Linked DNA regions of Sus scrofa: region 2 is linked to region 1. A link is a contact called in public Hi-C data. All regions are on one chromosome and are shown on one strand. The core of a region is the stretch at or near the end of the contact, and the rest is flanking DNA. Distances in the headings are between cores, read along the strand shown.

Region 1 (5,766 bases), core at 2,047-4,546:
CAGCAGTGTTTAACTTTTTTCTTTTTAAAAATTCCTCATCTTATACTTATGATTCAGTATATATATTAACACTGTGTATATTAATTTGTCCTGGGAGAGAAGAAATTAACAATGACTAATATATTTTATTTTAAGATTTAATGGTATAAAATAATAATTTGAATTCAAGAAATATAAAATTGAGAACTCAGATCTATCTCCAAATTTCATACTATGCCGTTCTTTTTGGTGTATCTTCTATTTTATGGCTTTTGGTTTTATTTAAATTTTTAAATTTTTATGTTTTTCATTTTTTAAAGTTTGAAGTATAATTGATTTAAACAAGGTGATAATTTCTGCTCTACAGCAAAGTGATTCAGTTATACATGTACACGATCCATTCTTTTTCAGATTCTTTTCCCACATAGAACTCGTTTCTTTCTGATTTACCTGAGGGACAAATGGCTGGGGGCGGGGGGCAAGAGGGAACTACTTCACTGTTTTCTAATCTGTTTCTTTTGAGCCAAGAAGAGGTGAGAAACGTGTCACCTCATTCGAAGCAGAACCATGTACCTCAGACGGAGAACCTGCTGCCCACATCTCCTTTTCCTGATGACTTTTATTTTCCAAGAATCTAAAAATCTCATCGTCAAAGATCACAAAGGTTGACTTACAGCTGAGATCGCAAGATAGTTTTCAGAGTCATCTCCTTCCCTGTGTTACGTAGAAGCTCAAGCTTTGGATTTCAGATCAAGAATGAAAGCAGGATGGATGACTAAGGGTCTTTTTTTACATTAGCAAGGTCTATGGTATGATTTTAAATTAAATAATTTATTTTTTTTGGCCTCCCTGTGGCATGTGGAAGTTCCTGGGCCAGGGATCAAACCTGCACCACAGCAGTGACTTGAGCGGCTGCAGTGACAATGCTGGGTCCTTAACCCACTGTGCTGCAAGGGAATGCCAAGACTTCGGCATTTTAGAAATTGACATTTCTTTATTTTAAAATAATGTTTCCATGAAATGTTTCCTTCCTCACCAGTGCTTCCTGGTGATAAATTATCAAACTGCCTTGGCAAAAGACAGCCTGCTGATGTTTATTTTCTTTTGATACCCAAGGGTACCCACTGTTAAAATTAATAAGCATCATAAGGGGAAGCTGAGATAGTAATAAAAGCTGGAACACGCACTTTTGAACCATTCCGCCCATTTTCTCTCGGCCGAGCTAGCTGTGCTGTCTGCTCTTTGAGTTCAGGCCCTGATCTAAAGCTTGTCACTTACAGCAGAGAAATATGAAAGCCCCGGGCCGGTGCCTGGCTCCCGGCATACGCATTCTGCACTCTGCCCAAGGAAACCGTGTGGAAAATGGCTTAAATAGTGCACAACACGTCCATGAAGGGGACCTATAAATACTTAAAGTGGTGGAGTGCTATTCTTGTGCAATTGCAAAGCCTTTCAGTTCAAACGCTCCATTTAGCGTTCTCTAAAAGGCTGGATCCCGGGAGCCCCTTTTCTCCGGCTCTGAGCACCAGCGCTTCTGCCTCATGGAACGGGGCCTCTCTGTATCTCTGGCTGCCAGTCAGCCAGGGCTTGGTGTGGGTCCAGACAGTGAGGGGTTAGAACACAGCTTTCGAACCCAAACACTCTCGTTCAAAAAGAACACTCGAAAATCACCGATGGCTGGTTCACCAAAGTGAAGACAACAGCATCTCCTACGTTTCAGGATTCATGTTAGGGGAAAACGATGACGCTTAAGAGGGCATGGTCGTTTATCTTCTGACTATCTATGACTACGGAACCTTGAATCAGGGAAACTTAACCCATGGCATCATGAGTTAGAAAAATCAGCGTCCTCCATCCTATTTCTAGGTGTGTTCCCTGAGCGGTGCTGTCTGCTTGTCTTTATAAATGGTTGCAATCTGTCCTCGGAAAAGGATCAACGGGGAAGACCGCTAAAATATTTAAGCTTCTTAAATAATAAGGACTAGATGAAGGCAGGATTATCATTATTATTTCATTAACTGGCTTTCAGGCTGGAGCCGTAACAATATAATGCAGTGCCTCAAACATAATTAAAAACATTAGAGAATTGAACGTCTGTGGGATTTAGGGCAAACTGATGACAAGAAAATGGATTTTAGGAAGGAAAAATCTTGACCAGTTTGGGTGCTGCAATACTTCAGACTTTCTTTTCTTTCTTTTTTTTTTTTTTGGCTAAAGAATTTCTTTCAAAGAAAAAAATTGTGTCAATGAGACAGAAAATTAACTCAGTTCCAGAACAAGTTTACTCCTACAACATGTCAAGTTCAAACTTCCCAGAGGCCCTCTATCACGGCTGGTCAGGCCAGAACTGGAACAGCCCTGCCCTCAAGCAATGAATCCAGCTCCCAGGACCTGGGTGCCAACGCTGGCCTGACAAATCCCTTTAAGAAACGCTTCTAACCCCATTACTAAGATTGAGTCACCACTGCCCAATTTTCTCTTTCTATGTTTAAGAGGAGCTATGCAACAGCCCCATTTATAATTCTGAGCTTTTCTTTTTTTTTGTCTTTTTAGGGCTGCACCTGTAGCATATGGACATTCCCAGACTAGGGCTCAAATTGGAGCTGCAGCTGCCAGCCTACGCCACAGCCACAGCAACACCAGATCTGAGTCACAACTGCGACCTAGACCACAGCTCACAGCAATGCCGGATCCTTAACCCACTTATCGAGATCAGGGATTGAATGTGCATCCTCATGGATACTAGTCGGATCCTTAACCCGTGGAGCCACAATGGGAATTCCCTCTGAGCTTTTCATATCTTCAAATTACACTTTTATTTCCTTTTCATATCTTTACCAAAGAGTTGATTAAAGTAATTGCTGTCCCTTAGATACACCTGTTGGTCTCCCCTGTCATCCCACCATGGCCACTGCCGCCTGTGGACTCCAGGTGGGCTGGGCCAGGAGTGTGCAGAGGCTCTCGGAGGGACCCCAGGTTGTTGGAGGCTGGCGGCCTTTCCTCAGGGTCCCTGGTTGGCTTGCTCTACTCTCGGCTCTGAGAAGCTTGGGCCCCTGTTCACTCTGACTCTCTCCGCACCTCCTATTGCCCCTGAGTCAGGATTACCAACCTTCAGGAACAGCCTATCTTCTGACTCCGTCTTGCCCTGTCACTCCCACCATCTATCACTTCAGGCTGCCTTTTTGGTCTCAGACTATCTTCTGCCCCATCTCTTAACTCCATCTGGATTTTTCAGCATCTCTGGTTCAGTCCTTGCCTGGCGCTGGTGACCTTCTACCAGGGGATAGCACTTCTCAATGTGCCAACAAAGCAAACACAGACTTGACCCTGGGCACGGGCTCTGATGGCTGTGACTCCCGAGTCTCACCTGGGCGGGATCCACGTCATTTAGCATAACCACAGAAGTGCAGTGATAATCCAGGACCAGTCTCCAGAAGTCTTTCACTGTGTTTGGCAAAGGATGCTGGCTGACTATGAAAGCCGAGGGCTGTTTATAGCTCTGCAAACACAAACAAGAGAGATCCAAATATACTCGGGAAAATGTGACAGGAGGAAGCTAACTTATTTTGTACACATGGGAGCTTGTGACATAAAACAGTGAACATATTTAACAATTGTTGAATTCTATCACCATTGTCGATGCCAAAACAGACTAAATATAGACTCATCTACAGAATAACAGTGATAAAATTCTCCTACTTTGATACCAAGAAAACAATAAGTATCCCTTATAATTTTTTTTGTTGTTGTGTGTTTTTGGCAGAAAGGCAATATTGGCCCTATACATAACTATTTTAATGGAGAAAATTTAACTTTAAAAATATGCATAAATAGTTCTGTTTTTTCCTAAAATCTGTTTGCTTGTTGTTTACTTGTGAGATGCTGTTATTTCTTCCTGCCATAAAAGGACACCCATGCTTTTTACAGCTCTGCAGAGCTTCAAACAAGTTTAAATACCTTTTCACTGATATCACACTAATAGAATTCAAATTTCCATATTAGCACTGAAAAGACCCATTCACTTTCCCCATCAATTGACTAGCAAATGTTCATTCAGTCAGAAGCAAAGAGACTGACAGGGAGTAATGAGTTGTGTTCTCTCTGTGCCGATGGGCGATTTTCCCCCCATGTTAATTACTGCCTAAATTAGGAGAAATGGGAACTCAAATAATGCTGCAAACCATATTATCCCACTTCACTGCCTTCCTGACTTAATAGCTGTCTCTTGCTCTCCGGCCAGCAGGTTAAAAATTTCCGTGCTCGGAGAGCACCTGGGACCTGCCTCATTTATCACTCTTCCTGGACTCAGGGTCTCAGGGAGACCAAGACTATGAGCCCGACCCAAAAACAGATTCGGAATCAGAAATGCATGTTGTTGAACATACAGTTTATGTCTTTAAAACAACAACAACAACAACAACAACAAAAACAGGGCAGAGAAGTCCCAAGAGAGGAGGCAGGTGCAGGCCCCTGTAGGGATATCCTCCCATCCCCCCACCCCATCCCTCATCTCACATCCATGAGAGCGGCGTTGATGTAGTTGCTGCTCTCGCCATCGATGGTGATGAGGAAGGGCAGGCAGCGGTCGGGGGGCAGGATGTCCATGCAGCGGTTCTTCTCGTGGTTCCGGGGCAGGAGCGCAATGCTGCAGTCCTCCACACGCAGGGTTGGCGTCACCATGTTCAGGGTCTAGGGGACGGAGGACACACACTTGGAAAGAGAACCTTGTCTCGTGTCCAGACCCCAGGAGGCCCATGTTTCCTGCAGTGGATGGGCCCTCACTTGGACTCTCTGACCTCTCCTGGGATTTTGTCCACAGACACTGTCCGTCAGACCTAAGGGCCACTGTGGGGGTGCCATTGGGTCTGACTAGGACTGGACATTGGGATGCTGGGGAGTAAGTGCCTGGGTGGAGGTTGGCCTAGAGTCAGACATTTAGACTGAACGTGAACATGAGACACGGCAGGAAGAATTCTTGCCCAGCGAGTACCTTGAATGCACCTTGCTTGGTTTGGCTTCGCCCCCATTACACTGCTTGCCAAGGGGGGCCTGGCTCTGCTGGCCAGTGGTTCTCAACCAGGTAGCTCTGCCCCCAGGGACACAATGTCTGCACATGTGTCACAGCTGGTGTGGAGGCTGCCTGCCCCCCATTGGGTAAGGGCCAGGGATGTGGCTAGACCTCCCACAGGAGAGCCCCATGGCAGAGAGGGACAGAACCCAAATGTCAATGTGCCAAGGCTGAGAGATGCTGTGAGGCTCAAGGGTTGGGGATCTGACTCGAAATACTCAAGGAGCAGGGTCTGAGCTGATCGCCTCTCCCTGTAGCATGACTTACCCGGAACTCCTCTTTAATCTGGCTGGAGTTTGTCTGGGGGTCCAGCTTGTTCATGTCGTAATAGAGAGATCTGACTTGGGAAGCAGGGATCGAGGTGTCCCCACAAAGGCAGGCTTCTAGGATGGCATCGTGGATGAACACATACTGCTCCTGGGGGGAAGATGGGACTGGTTAGCAGTGGAGAAACCAAATAACTGGAAAGGACTAGAGAAGGAGGGAAGGCAGCCCCACACTGTCAAGATAATAATGCAGCAGTAGTCCGGCCATCACAGACAATAACTTCCCTCCAGAGAGAAAGTGGGGGCGGGGACTAACTGCTGGGAGGGGATTCTTCCAGAACCAGCAACCCTGCTCCCCACGTAGGACGGCTGGCACCTTAGGGACTGGCCACGTGCTGAGTGTAATAATGGGAGGAAGAGATAAACAGGGGCTCAGTGCAGACGCGTTAAACA
Region 2 (5,766 bases), core at 2,140-4,639, 340 kb after region 1:
AGGTCAGGAATCCCTCTTCTAGTACACGTGTCTCTAAGTCACCCTAAAACCCAGTAAGTTAGGTTTCTGCTTACAGAGAGAGCCCCACAGACGCAGAACGATTCAGGGGTCCTAGGGAGGGACCCCACCTCCAATACTGGCTGACCCACTGCAGCTCATATAATCATTTTTCATAGGGGAAAAAAGCCACTTAGTGTACAATTAGAAATTCCAAGGTTTAAAACACCAAAGACTGGTGGAGGCAGTGGTTAAGTACAAATGTGTTTCCCAGTGAACAACATTAAAAAAGAATAATAATGTGATTACTGAGAGCTGTAGTCAGAGCAGAAGAAGAGACTGAGTATCATGGGAAGTACCAGGCTCCCAAAACTGGAGCAGCTACCCTGCCATCCCCACCCCCAGTGACAAAAAGACGCACAGTGACAAACGCCACTGGAGGTGGTGGCAGGTGTTTGGGGCAGGAATCTGAGTCCTACTCTTCTCTGTGAAACTCAGGGGCAATTCAATTTGCCAAACCCCCGCTTACTCATCTATAAAATGGGGCTCAGGTCAACCTCCATCACTACTCGGGGGTCAGCTGGGACTACTCACCTAAAAGCGTTTTGAACACAAAGAGCCATGTATCCAAGGGACGCCGTAGTTTGGAGGCAGAAAACAGAAACCTCCCAGAGAAGTGCCTGGTCCAAAGTGGGCCTGCCTGCTTGAAGAGGACAAAGATCAAGGAATGCTGTGTGTGAAGCGAGTCTGGTTATGAGGCTACGAACCCAGGTGGTCCCATGTGCCAGAAGGCATGAGTCATCTGACTTGTTTACAACACAGTTAACTCGATTACCAGAGGGGAGTCCTTAATTGAGATATACCTGTTGGAAGGCTTTGTTTCCCTGCCTTTAGGTGTATTTCCATGCAGCTATTCACCAGCCGGGCCCAAAGGACCATTCTTTAAACAAGCTCTGAAATAAATTTCACACTCAGCTCTACGCATTGCAAACATGCTCCTGGAGAACACAATAGAGTGTATGCCCATCCTTTACCTCACCAGACAGCTGGCGTTTACAGAGATCCCCACATACACTGAAAAAAGCTTCCTCCCCCACATGCAAGGGGCAGGGGAGCCCACTGAGGGAAAAGAGTTATGGACAAACCCCAAAGTAAATAACAAAAAAGGGAATTGATATTTTCTGGAAAAGTAGGGTGGGGCTTGATTTTCTTTATATGACTCTGTGTTTCTTCGGACTTAACAACCACGAGACTCGACCTTGCCCTTCGTTCCTTCCAGCTTTGTGCAATTGTGGGCAATGGCTAAAGAAACCTCTCTCCCTCCCCTGGTGTACAGGCTTCTCCTCCCATGACTTCCTCCTCTGCCACAGGTCAGCCGCCTTCTGAAGTGGGGGCTGCTTCGCAGACTAACACAGGCCGTGCCCACCCTACCTCTGCATCCCTCATGTCCAAGTGTATCAGAACATCTTCTTTATTTTGTTGGAAGCCCATCAGTCAGGCAGGCAAACAGCCAGTCAAAATATGCTAACCCATGGCAAGTGTTATCAGTAGGAACAATTGAGCAATTTTTCTACCCAACTCCCTTCAAGATAGACACTACTGGAGTGCCCATCATGGCTCAGTGACTAACGAACCTGACTAGTCTCCATGAGGACATGAGTTCAATCCCTAGCCTCGCTCAGAGGGTTAAAGATCCCACAGTGGCATTGCTGTGAGCTGTGATGTAGGTCACAAATGTGGCTCAGATCCCAAGTTGCTGTTGCTGTTGCTGTGGCTGTGGCATAGGCCAGCAGCTAGAGCTCCGACTCGATCCCTAGCCTGGGAACCTCCATATGCCTTGGGTGCAGCTCTAAATAGAGAAAAGACCAGGAAAAAAGAAAAAGAAAAGAAAAGAAAAAAGGATAGACACTACTAGCACCAGAGACAGATAGATAGGCATGCGCACACACAGAGTTATCTAAAACCAGGAAAAACTCAGGAACTGCCAAATGCCAGCAATTCCTAGGTGAGTGGCTGCTTTTGATTTAGAGCTCGAATCACTTTTAGCCTAAAATCAGAGAAAGTGATTTGGATGAGAGATAGTGCACAGCTGACACTCTTGGCCCTTTCTCTCTGGGCTGCGTGGAGCCCATAGAGGTTCACAGCTCAGTCCTTTAAGACAGAATTTGTTTCTTTGGAGGGCTATGAAGCTTCCATATGGTATAGGCAGTAACTGGCCATCAGCAGGTTTAGAGTAAGTGTTTTCCTAGGAATTCATTCAGCTCCTGCTTGCCAGAACTATTACTGCATTCTTGGAGCTTCTGGCAGGAAATGAGAGACTGAACTTGGTATCCCCACTGAGCAGAAAAGGAAAGTGAGTATTTCTCTTCCTTCTTCCCAAGGTTTCCACAGACAGAGTGGTCACAGGCAGAAGGCTAGGAGGCAGGTCACAGAAGGCCACCTTGCCCGCAGGAGGCCCTTGAGTGTGTATTAAATGAAGCCATTGAATAATACCATGATACAGAGGCAAGGAAATACACAATCTCCCTAGATCTTTAACGTCCATAGTTGACTTAACTCCACATCTTTACTTTTGGGCTTTGGGCTCAGTTATGACGGTTTTGCAGAAGTCAAGATTTTGCTTGGCCTCTGTGGTCTTCGAGACAGCCCTCGGGCTGGAGAAGGTTCCAGAAGGTCCGGTGTGAGCCTAGGAGCCTGCTTCACCCACTCTGTAGCCTGGAACATTGATTGGGTCTGCTGTCCCCACTTGAGGTGGAGGGCCCGCCGTGCCTCTCCTTCTCAGTCAGGGCAAAGCAAGAAGCACTCTGGCTTTGGAATTAAAGGATAACTTCTCCCCAAACCCATCGCTGGCATCCCAGTTGCTTGTCAAGTTTGTGAGGAGGGACGTGTCAGCATTTCTCAGTCTGCATCTCAGCCCGAGGCCTGTGTCATGGGGCAACAGGAGGTGACTCAGTCTCACCTTCCCTCTGTGGGTGATGGTGCTTTACTGCCTCTCAAGCTTTGGGACATGTCAGATTCAGCTTAAGGATCTGTTACAAGATGGGTGGGCCTGATTCTATGTGTCCGAGCCAGGGGCTGGCGATCTGCAATTTCTAGCAAGTTCTCCCAGGATGCTGAAGCCGCTGGTCAAGAGACCACCTTTGAGAACCTGTGACTGCTGAGCATAAGGACCTGGCTTCACAAGAGCTGAGAACAAGGACACACAGCTTCTCCCGACCTCTCAGGTCTCTCCCACCAGCACTTTCACCCCACTTCGGGCATCTCATGACTTGGCATACTCTTTGCCCCTGGCTCTGACTGCTACCTAATCCACCAATTAGGTGGATGGTTCGGGGTGGTGCCAAGGAGCTGGGGTAAGTTTAGATCAAATCATAGCTGGTAAGACTTCCCTGCCCCCACCTGCAGGGGTCACCCCGAGAGCAGGATATTCATTCTCTTCTGAGTGCTGGCTTTTCAGTGAGATCAAGGTTTTCAGAAACCAAGTTCACATGAGAAAAAAGGAAGGAAGCCCTGTACATACATATCGTCAGCATCCAGCCACCTAAATGTCTACGCCTTGCTTCTGCCTCCAGGTTGGGCTTCATAAATCTACACAGAGTGCGAATGGGCATGGACACATCACCTGCAATTGTCCTATTATCTCACCCCACGTGGTACACTGATGCCACAGTCCTCGGGAGCAGTTCTCAGCATTTAACAGCAGCTCTTTTAAAATTCTGAGCCTGGACGGCCTTAGCTGAGGCAGAACTGCTCGAGGAAACCAAAGAAAACATCCATTTTCATGCACAGCAGGTGCTGACAGTGAACTTCAGTGCAGGAGAGCCATAAATATACGTGTTAACATTGGCAGAATATGACTTGTGTGGTAAGGCCAGTCTGCAAGCCTTGTGCCTGCAGCTTTTCCAAATGCCTGACAGACTCCCTGACAAGGGTCAGCCTCAGCAGGCCAATTTGCTGCTGGAGTTCAGTGGCGAAAGGCAGTCCACAGGGCCACTGCTGGCTTTCCGCGAGAAGGGGTCAGGGCAGAGAATGGGATGGGAGGCTCCGGGGCAGTGCACATCGGACCACGGGCCTCTTGAAATCGTCTAGTAATTATTCCTGAGATGGGCAGATACCTGAGGACAGCACTCAGAAGTCACAAAGTCGATGTGTGCGGGGGAGAATCAAAACCACCCCTCGCGTGCAGTCTCAACGGCTAGAAAACCTCCTGCCTGCGTGGCAGTTCCCTCTCTTAACAGCTTTTGTGCATTTCTGTCGAACTTCCAGTAAACCGTTCAGGCCAGACACACCCCCTCCCCCAAATTTTCACGGTTTTTGGCCAAAGATTTGTGCTATTCAACACTGGGAGGTGCAGGAATTCTCCCAGTAGTTTTGGCAGCAAAAGCACCAGCAGAGCTCTGTCCTAGAGTTTCTGGGAGGCCCCACAGGAATGTGAAGGGCCAGTCCTGCTTGGCACAGTTAGTGTTTTTGAACAGCAAATCTATATTTTCCTTTGCACGTATGTTTTTTTTTTTTTTTTTTTTTTGGTCTTTTCTAGGGCTGCACGCACAGCATATGGAGGTTCCCAGGCTAGGGGTCTAATTGGAGCTTAGCCACTGGCCTATGCCAGAGCCACAGCAATGCAGGATCCAAGCCGCGTCTGCGACCTACATTGCAGCTCACGGCAATGCTGGATCCTTAACCTGCTGAGCGAGGCCAGGGATCGAACCTGCAACTTCATGCATCCTAGTCGGTTTCGGTAACCACTGAGCCACGACGGGAACTCCACGTATCTTTTTTTAGTTAAAGTATAGTTGATTTACAATGTTTTGTTAGTTTCTTCTGTAAGCACAGTGATTCAGTTATACATATATACATACATGTATTCTTATCTTATCTTCCATCACTGTCTATCCCAGGAGATTAGATATAGTTTCCTGTGCTACACAGTCAGACCTTGTTGTTTATCCATTCTAAATGTAATAGTTTGCATCTATTAATCCCGAACTCCAGGGGCATCCCGCTCCCTCCCCCTGCCTTGCAACCAGAAGTCTGCTCTCCATGTCTGTGAGTCTGTTTCTGTTTTGTAGATAGATTCATTTGTGCCATATTTCAGATTCCACATATAGGTGATATCAGATGATATTCGTCTTTCTCTGACTTACTTAACATGACAGTCTCTAGTTCCCTCCATGCTGCACATGGCCTTATTTCATTCTTCTTTATGGCTGATTAGTATTCCATTGTGTATCTGTACCACATCTTCTGTATCCATTCTGCTGGCGATGGACATTTAGGTTGTTTGATGATTCATTTCTGCACCACCCTCCAAGGAGAGCTGCTGCCACAATGATCTCAGACTCGTGCTGAATCAAGCACTTTATTGGCTCTTGTTCCAAGCGTCCCTTGCTCTCTCTTCCACCTCCAGGTCATGGATTTTCCATTTGCTCTAAACCATCATTCTTCACTAAACATTTTGGAAATGGTATCTCACTCCTGGGTACCTGGTTGTCTTCCTGTGTTCTGGATCCTGTGCTGTGGTCCCACTTGAGGTTGTTTGAGAGACTGCTGCCCCAGGGGGATGGTGACCACGTGTTTGGAAAAGTGGGAAGAGATGTGAGCCACTATGAAGGCCCACAATCCTGCCACCTCCCTGCATGGTTGGGGACGGATCGGGACCATGAAGGACACTGCCATCCAGAACTCTCCTTCCCTATGGGTTCAATGGATGAGGCAGCCTTTGTAAGGTTCACTGTATGTTTCTATCAAACTTGGTCTAAAAAGGTAGGT

The links. A called contact is a pair of places that touch in the nucleus more often than the background predicts.
Region 2: a contact with region 1 is called in a Hi-C map of fetal heart ventricle, with 4 times the contacts expected there. The contact joins two enhancer-like sites. A contact is called at or near these places in 6 of 47 Hi-C or Micro-C datasets (embryonic fibroblasts, epiblast stem cells, fetal heart ventricle and 3 more).

What each region holds. Positions count from the first base shown.
Region 1 is chr6:99,370,940-99,376,705 of Sscrofa11.1, forward strand. PTPRM (receptor-type tyrosine-protein phosphatase mu) reads right to left here. Exons shown (of 36, transcript XM_021097712.1): 30 at 5,315-5,464; 31 at 4,495-4,668; 32 at 3,347-3,478. Among named protein-coding and RNA genes, the nearest start is that of RAB12, 130 kb to the left of the region's middle. Within about 2 kb of position 3,297, at least 3 of the 83 cell types and tissues checked have an H3K27ac peak or open chromatin away from gene starts, as enhancers often do.
Region 2 is chr6:99,707,867-99,713,632 of Sscrofa11.1, forward strand. All of the region lies in intron 7 of PTPRM (receptor-type tyrosine-protein phosphatase mu), which reads right to left. Among named protein-coding and RNA genes, the nearest start is that of PTPRM, 380 kb to the right of the region's middle. Within about 2 kb of position 3,390, at least 2 of the 83 cell types and tissues checked have an H3K27ac peak or open chromatin away from gene starts, as enhancers often do.